Linked DNA regions of Sus scrofa: region 1 is linked to region 2. Evidence: chromatin contacts called from public HiChIP or PLAC-seq data. All regions are on one chromosome and are shown on one strand. The core of a region is the stretch at or near the end of the contact, and the rest is flanking DNA. Distances in the headings are between cores, read along the strand shown.

Evidence for each region. HiChIP or PLAC-seq counts read pairs in DNA pulled down with a chosen protein or histone mark.
Region 1: an H3K27ac HiChIP or PLAC-seq map of alveolar macrophages shows a contact between it and region 2. The contact joins the promoter of UNK here to the promoter of ACOX1 in region 2. A contact is called at or near these places in 1 of 5 promoter capture datasets (fetal liver), 2 of 47 Hi-C or Micro-C datasets (liver and skeletal muscle) and 1 of 2 datasets of contacts at active chromatin or transcription factors (alveolar macrophages).

What each region holds. Positions count from the first base shown.
Region 1 is chr12:5,626,941-5,631,327 of Sscrofa11.1, reverse strand. It overlaps UNK (RING finger protein unkempt homolog), which reads left to right and starts at 3,079. Exons shown (of 15, transcript XM_021066619.1): 1 at 3,079-3,283. The coding sequence starts at 3,180.
Region 2 is chr12:5,449,772-5,454,008 of Sscrofa11.1, reverse strand. ACOX1 (acyl-CoA oxidase 1, palmitoyl) reads right to left here and starts at 2,735. Exons shown (of 14, transcript NM_001101028.1): 1 at 2,607-2,735; 2 at 2,161-2,320. The coding sequence starts at 2,715. It overlaps TEN1 (CST complex subunit TEN1), which reads left to right and starts at 2,869. Exons shown (of 4, transcript XM_003131187.4): 1 at 2,869-3,134.

The DNA.
Region 1 (4,387 bases), core at 1,830-4,329, 180 kb before region 2:
ACAAAATACGTTGTGATTTCAATATACAAGAAGTAACCTTGTGACTTCAATATACAAGAAGTAACCTACTAAGCAACATATTTTTAAAATTATGTAATTCACCTGAACAAAATGACCACAGCAAGAAAGAGAATACTCAGTTCTAAAACAACATTTGCATGTCCATAAAGGCAATTAAATAAGTGCCCTTGTATTTAATAATATATCCTGGAAAGTATTACTTCTGAAGAAACATGACAAATGTATAAAAGTGGTAATACCTACCTTTGCCTAAATGTCTTGGATGGATTTTAATATTTAGGCCTACAGACGTCTCAGTTTATAAAATATCAAAGAAGGCTTAAGGTTAAGACCAGCCAAATAAAGCTCGGAAAATTGAAATAGAGCTTTGGACATTCTACCCTGCAGTTCTTACTCTGGGCTCACTGAATATTTTAAGTTATTGAAATAAAAAAAAAAAACAGCAAAACCAGGTACATGCAGATTTCAACTTAGAGACTTACTGTACATGAATACAAATACCTCAAAAATTTACTTGTGACACCAAAGTTCTCCCTTTCACCATCAATAGTGAGGGGGAAAAAATTCACAATTTGAAAAAGCAGGCACAGGAGTTCCCATCATGACTCAGTGGTTAACAAAACCTACTAGTATCCATGAGGACGTGAATTTGATCCCTGGCCTTGCTCAGTGGGTTAAGGATCCAGCTTTGCTGTGAGCTGTGGTGTGAGTCACAGATGTGGCTCAGCTCCTGTGGCTGCGGCTGGCAGCTACAGCTCCAATTGGACCCCTAGCCTGGGAACCTCCATAGGCTGCAGGTGTGGCCCTTAAAAAAAAAAAAAAAAAAGAAAGAAAAAGAAAAGAAAAAGCAGGCAGGGCAAAAACACCTTCTGCCCAAACTCTGGTTCCAAATTCCTCTCATTTCAGCTCTCTCAATGATAACACTGCACAATATTTACTTAATTCTCCATATATTTAAACTTTTATGCGATAATTCAATGTTAGTTTCTGCCTTCTGCTCAAAGTTTAGGGTGGGGAAAAATTAAGCTATTTCATTCAGGCCAGACCACATAGAGAAACCAAGATGGACACTCTTCACCTGTTCTCAGAACCTGTGTAAATTTAGCCCAGAAACAGGGTACTGGTTCCATCCTGCATAAAAAGCTGTCAAATGTCCTGGGATGTAACCAGAAAAATACCTTGTCATCTTTTTCGACTGCTCAGACGGTCTGGAGAAGGAACGGGCTCCTAAATTAACACCCATTTTGAGTTCCAAGGCTTTTCTTGGAGATCCCAAACCCGGTTCATCCCTTGCTTTCTGCAAGAGAGATGGTCTAGTTACCTGCCCACCTTCAGTTTTGCTAATTTTTAGAGAGGAACTAAAACTGCTTCGGGAGAAACTAGGTATGAATTCACATTCGTCATTTAAGGATGATGAGTGGAAATAGTTTGTCCTCCTTACTTGGCAGTCATACAGGTTATGTTTTTTCTAAGCAGCACAGGAAATGGGGAGCAACTGAAAATGTTGATACAAACAATGCAGAATGGGATGCAGCATCTGGCTACGGTCCTAGTTCCTGTTCTGTCACAGACTTAGAAACTCGGTGCAAGTTACTTAATCTCTCTGAGTTTCGGTTTCCTCTCCTGTAAATTAAGCAGCTTGGATGATATCATCTCCCAATTCTACCCGTACACTCTTATTCTGAAGTTCATGGTACACACACATTTAAAATCCAGCCGTCTGAACTATCTTTCTCCATTCAAATCACACTTGGGTATTCGGGGTGGGGTGGGGTGGGGGGAATAACAGATAAGCCAATTATCTGCATTTAATAGGATTAAAGCAATACACCTCAACTTGTTTCTCCTTTTGGAATTTTTCATCTTCAAACGCCCCTAGTGGTGAAACAATTGATTTGGCCTGTTTAAGAAATACTCGTTTCTCAGCTTTGTAGGCTGACAATTTGGCTTCTGATGTGGTTACTTGGAACTAAATAAAATAGGCATGTGTCAGTCCTGCATATTAACACTTTTACATTCACCCCTTCCTGCTTTGCCCCTAAGGTTACTGGGAATGTGTTTCTTTTACGAGATTAGCATGAGTTAATGTTACTTAATAAGATACAAATCAGTCTTTAAAACAATGTCTTTAAATAGATTAAATAAGGAAAACAAAGTTAAGATGGTAAGTTTCAAGTATCTATGAAGAACTTCATCTGACTGGAGGGAAGCGGGGAGGAGACATTTTCCCAAGTAGAAAGGCTGGCATTCAGAGCAGGAAACTAGGGTAAATTATAATAAATCGCACTCCTGACTCAAACCCAGGCCCTTCCTCTGGACACTGTGATGCTTCTCGAAGCCCCCTGCAACTTGCCAGTGCACCTGAGACTATGCTAGATGGAGATTAAGTTCGTCCTTGGCCCTTAACGTACTGGAAACAAATTGGTCAGGCCAAGTGTCGAGCTGAGAAAGGACTGAAACCGTGGAGTTCCAGGTTTCAGAGCTCGTAAAGGTGTATGGAGCGCCTGAGCAAAGGCGCAGGAACAGAGTACTGGGTTGTGTAGCTCTTCGTTAGCAGAGCTTTCTCACGCTGACTTCCAGCAGGCCGACTTTCCCTTATGATTTTCAGCTTGTTCCCGCTGAACGAGCGAGGATGTTGGCAGAGTCCAGGTGCCTGAAGCTCAAAGGCCCATTGCTCAGGGCGGCATCAGAACCGAGCCCAAGCTTTGCTAAGTATGGAGGCGAGATAATTATTACACTGTTGGCCGTGGAATTACACTTGGAACTGTTTCACTGCAGTCGTTAAGCCCTCCCTAGCTCTGGGCCTCTTCTACTCCAGGTGCTCCAGTTTCAGGCAAAGGTTCCCCCACGAACGGGGAAACCGGCTGTTAAGGAGAGACAGGGCGAGACTGCAATCCCCAGAAACCGTCTCGGGCCCTCAGCATCCGGGATACCGTCTGCAAGGCTCTCTGGGTATTGTGGTCCGTTCCTTTGGCAGCAACCCTCGGCGGACGGTAAAATTCCAGCCTGACCCAGGACTACAACTCCCAGCAACCCTCGCTGCCGTGCGGGGGGTCTTCACGTTCTCGTGGCGCGGCGCAGGCGCACTAGTGCCTCGGCGCGGACCGCGCAGACTGAATAATAAAAGGGGAGCGGCGAAGAGGCAGGAAGACAGGACCATGTCGAAGGGCCCCGGGCCCGGCGGCTCCGCAGCTTCCTCGGCGCCCCCGGCCGCTACCGCTCAGGTGCTGCAGGCACAGCCCGAGAAACCGCAGCACTACACGTACGTAGAGCCCCCCCCCCCGCCGCGCGCGCACGCCTGACGTCAGCGGCCAGCGTGAGTCACGCGCGCAGGGAGAGCGCGAGGCGGCCTCTCCCTCCCCCCTTTCCTCCGTCCCGGCCCAGACCGGTTCCAACCTGCTAGGGCCGGTCCCAACTGCCTCCAACTGCCACCAACCTTTGGTCGGGCTGTGGGGCGGGAAACCCAGTCCCGCCGCAAGTGGGGAAGGAGGGAGCTCGCGGCGCAGAGTGCACACATCTCAGGCCTGGCCTTCGAGGCCTAACTGGTTCTCAGGCCATAAAACCACAGTCCCAGGCACTCTCGGGGGGGATAAGAAGTCCAAGACGCGACCAGGATGCGTTCCTAAGGGGCCAGCCCTAGAACGGCCTATGAATGACCACTAGCGTGAAGTTCTGTTAGGCGACCTGTGTTCTGTGCACAGGAGGCCTTGTGCGTCCCTAAGGCCCAAGTGTTGTCCACTTTGGCTGGAATTTACTTAAAAACATTTGACCCAGGCCAAGTCAGGGATCCCGAAGGTGATGGGGTCCGAATATGTTCTCAGGCCCAACCCAGCTGTGGCCTCAGAGGGACCCCCAAATGCTGACACTGCAAGAGTCCAGTAAGATGGAAAACCTCTTCCTGGGAATCTGCTTGTGTCTAAATGTAGGTCCCTTTCGTCTTTTTATTTCCTTTCAGGGCACTTCAAGCAACTCCCTAGTGCTAGGTACTTGATGAGAAAGAAAGGTGAAGAAGGCAGACCCTCCCTTTAAGCAGAATGTTGGGTTTCCATTTTCCCTGATGCTCTTTGCCTCGCATCTCCTTGGGCTGCCAAAATGTGTGCATGTTTGGAAGGATCCCCAAGTGTACCTCAATCTGGCCGGAGATTTGGAATGTGGGAGTTGAACAACCGTTAAGGGGCACACAGTAATGCTGTCTGGTGACCCAGAGCAAGAAGCGTGTGTTGGAATAGAAAGAACTAGAAGTCCACAGGGGAGCTCTCGTTCGTCACTCACAGAAGTCAGACTCTGTGAGTGGGAAACTCTTCTGGAATAAGGCAAAGAGGGTTTAAGGAAGTGTATTGGTTTCCTTGCGAGATTCTCTGCTATC
Region 2 (4,237 bases), core at 1,486-3,985:
AAAAAAGAAAGAAAGAAACAAAGAAATCTGGTGCCTATCTCACTATTTATGGTCTATCACAGTTAACTCTGTTAGTGACCCATGAAACCCGGGCATGAGGGACAATTGATAGTGTTGGGGAATTGCAAAGACTAATTTGCAATCCCTTTCTCTAATAAAGTGACCTCCCTGTCCTATCTCAGAAATACTGGAGAGATGTCAAAGGGTATGCCAAAGTTACTCCCCAAGCAGAAAGGGCTGTGTCATAAAAAACGATAAAGAAAACAACTGGCTGGTGTCCAGTGATCTTTAACTTACATAAAGGACCTTGTTCTGTTGGGACTTCACTGGAGTCTGGTTACACATCAGGAACCACCAAGGTTATAAAATCTTCCAACCACCCTCTGAAACACACTGCATTCACCATACAAAAGTCAAACCAACCCAACCACCTCTTCCGTGCTGTTTTAAGGGAAGAATTAAATCATACTAACGAGGTGACAAACCCAACTCAGGTAAATCAGAAACAGAAGCTAGGAGTTATTCCACCTCGATAGCCTCACAGCCAGGGGTTACAAACTTGAAAAATTAAAAAAAAAAAAAAAAAAAAAGAGCATTTGGAAGTTGCTAAGTACTCTGATTTAGGCTATCGAAAATAAATTAACCATGTTTTTATAACCAAAATGGAAAGGAGTTCTGAGTGTGATCCTAAGGGTCAAAGTAAATCATTTCCTCTTGAAAATAATAACCCGATGGAGTTAAAAATAATTAGATACCAAATGTATTAAAGGCAGCAGTAAAAAGGAATAATGACTATTGCTACAAAAAGGCAGAACCTGTACCATGTTCCACTTTTCTTGGCTCTTAAATAAGTACCATTCACATTATTTACTCTTTGCCTTTTTTTTAGGGCCACACCTGAGGCGTATGGAGGTTCCCAGGCTAGGGGTTGAGCTATAGCTGCTGGTCTACACCACAGCCACAGCAACGCCAGATCGGAGCCTTGTCCATGACCCACACCACAGCTCATGGCAATGCCGGATCATTAACCCACTGATCAAGGCCAGGGATCAAACCCAGGTCCTCACAGATCCTAGTCAGGTTCATTACCGCTGGGCCACAACGGGAACTCCTCATTTGCTCTTTATTGATGAAAATAGTGGAGTTCTAAAATGTAGAAACCTAAAACCTAATATGTAGGAACCTAAAACAGGAACAAACAAAAACTGTTAAGAGATGTTATAGGCCAAAGGAATCTTGTACTAGGTTCCTATAATTATACTGTTTAAAGACAAACAAAAAAAAGTTTGTGTTTTCTTTCTAATGAAAAAAACACAACCAAAAGCAGATGGTCTGAAAAAAGGTCAGTTTTCAAGAGTAGGACCAAGGCATGTTTTATGAGGTGTCTATTCACTCACATAAGAGCCATTTAAACACCGTTACCAGATTAAAAAATGCTGAATCCTTATATCCATTCTGAGGTTTGACTCAAGTTCTTTTTCATCCATCCCTATTTTCCATTATTAAACTCAAGAGCTACACTATCATGTGAAAATACAATCTGTTATTGCTCTAAAATATTTAAATGTTTGGTCTTTGCAGCTGAGAAAAAAAATTCCTTCCCAATTTAGCTTCTAGATTCAGCAGGCCTCCTTCTTACAAACAGCAAAGTCATTCTGCATTTAAATCACTCAAAATTGACACACGTGGACAGAATTTGTATGATTCTTGAAATCCTATTACAGCATCTCCATTATAAGCTTTGTACAAATGTCATCCACTGAAAAGGCTTAAATGTAAGCGGAAACCTTATTTCTCATACTTACAACTTTAAAGTGGTGTGAAAATATGCCAATTTGAGTCTTCAAACGCCAAACAAGAGAAAAAGGACACCACAGATTGTGGCTTTAGTTTGGGCTTGGGCACTTGATGTAAACTAAGACACACGTACCTTTTTTTGGGGGGGGGGGTCTTTTTTGTCTTTTTAGCGCCACACCAGCTGCATATGGAAGTTCCCAGGCTAGAGGTCAAATTCGAGCAGCAGCTGCAGACCTGCAACAGCTCACTGCAACTCCTGATCCTTAACCCACTCAGGGAGGCCAGGGGTCCAACCTGCATCCTCAGGGATACTAGTCGGGTTAGTTACCTCGGATCCTCCACGGGAAAGCTCCGCATACCTACTTTTTAAACCACAGGATTTCATCTGGGTCTGCGAGGCCAAACTCCCTTATCTTCTTCACCGTGGTGGCGCTCTTCTTAACAGCCACCTCGTAACGCTGGCTTCGACTGAGGAAGTTCAGGTCCTCATGCTGCAGGTCTGGGTCACTCAGAATCATGTTTTCTGGAAAAGAATGATAGGGTATCAAGAGAAACACAGATTCAAGGCTCTGTTACAGCTCCCCGGATCACAGCAGGTTTCGGACTTACGGGTACAGATCCCCTCTCAGGATGGGCGATTCCCCCGCCACAAGCATCTCTAAAAGTGTGGGGAGGGGGTTTCCCGGTTCCCCTAAAGCTGAGCCGGAGGTTGCGGCCTACGCCTCACAGCCGCTCTGACTCCTCCCGGTGGGAGTCTCAAGCTTTGCTCCGGGAAGGGCGGGGAGGGAGGCCCGGCCCGCCGTCCTCACCGATCTCTCGGCGGCGCCGGGTATTCTCTGGACTGCCGTCCAGGACGTGTGTGAGCAGCTCCGGGTTGAAGCTGGCGGCGGCTCGCTCCTTCTGTAGGTCCTGGTTCATGGTGACAGCCAGCAGAGGCAGCGGAGGTCGGGGAGGCGGCGGAGACAGCAGCAGCGAGGGCAGCACCAGCGGGTTATCTGCACCTCCAGCGCGGCGCCAGCCCTAAGGGCCGCCCAGGACGGCGCGAGTCCCCGCCCCCGCTCGCCTCCGCCCGCCCGGGCCCGCCCTTTCTCCCGCGCCGCGTGACTGCCGCGGCCGAGGCGGAGGAGGCGCCAGTGAGAGCCTCGGGGCGGGTGAGTCCCTGCCTCTCGGCGAGAGGAGCCTCAGAGCGGCCCCCGGGCAAGGGGGTGCCCGGAAGAAGGTCGAGAAACTGCAGAGGGGGGACAAGCCGGGAGCTCTCGGTAACCTAACCCCTCACCCGTCACGTGATCACGCTGGGCGGAAAGAGGCAACGTGAAGCCCCCCCGACGCCCTGACAGGTTAGCGACGGGCGGGGAAGGGGCGGGGCACCGCGTCGGAGGAGGACTGCGCCTGCGCCTTGGGACCTGCCCGCCCCGCCGCTTCGGGGTCCGTCCGCTAAAGGCCTCCCCGGAAACGCCGGTGGCCGGAACCTCTAGGGCTGCGGGCGATGCGCCTGTGGGCCTTGCGCAGTTGCTGGGGGAGGTCGTAGGATTCCGCGAAACTATCCAAGGTTGGAGGAAAAAAGGAAAAGACGGGGTCCAAAGTTGCACCGGGGAGAGGCTCCAGCTGTCTTTTGTTAAGATAATGGTATCTTTGCTGCCGGAGGCAAGGGCTGCGAGGAGCTGGGTGTGGAATTGCAGGTGCTTCCCCCCACCCACCGTTTCTGGGTGGGTGTGGACTTGGAGTGAGACTTAGAACTGTGTGTTCACAGGTCTTGGAATCCAGACTTTTCTGTTTCACAATTATCGTCGTCATCAAAGAACTAGTGTAGGAGGATTTGTAATGAAAAGCTCAAGTTGCCTATCCTCAGAAACAGCCACTGTCAACCAGTCGTGGTTTTTTATTTTGATCCCTAAAGAATTGCTCAGTAAAATACTTAACATGCTATTGAATGATTTGCTTATTTTAGTTACTTTTTGACTTCATGCCAGGGTGATCAGGTAATGGCACACTACACATCTGTATCTTTCATCTACCTTTGTAACAACATAACTAATGCCCTTTAAAAAATAAATAAAAATAAATTAAAAACTGTACACTTGCAAGCTGTTCCTTATTGCATCAGTTTTTAGTAACAGTCCTGGCAATAAGTACGGTGAGTGAGGCATTCACCTCAGACAAAAGGGAGCACCAAAAAACGAATCAAGATTAGTAGTTAGGAGTTCCCGTCGTGGCGCAGTGGTGAACGAATCCGACTAGGAACCATGAGGTTGCGGGTTCGATCCCTGCCCTTGCTCAGCGGGTTAACGATCCGGCGTTGCCGTGAGCTGTGGTGTAGATTGCAGATGAGGCTCAGATCCCGCGTTGCTGTGGCTCTGGTGTAGGCCAGTGGCTACAGCTCCGATTGGACCCCTAGCCTGGGAACCTCCATACGCCGCGGGAGCGGCCCAAGAAATAGCAA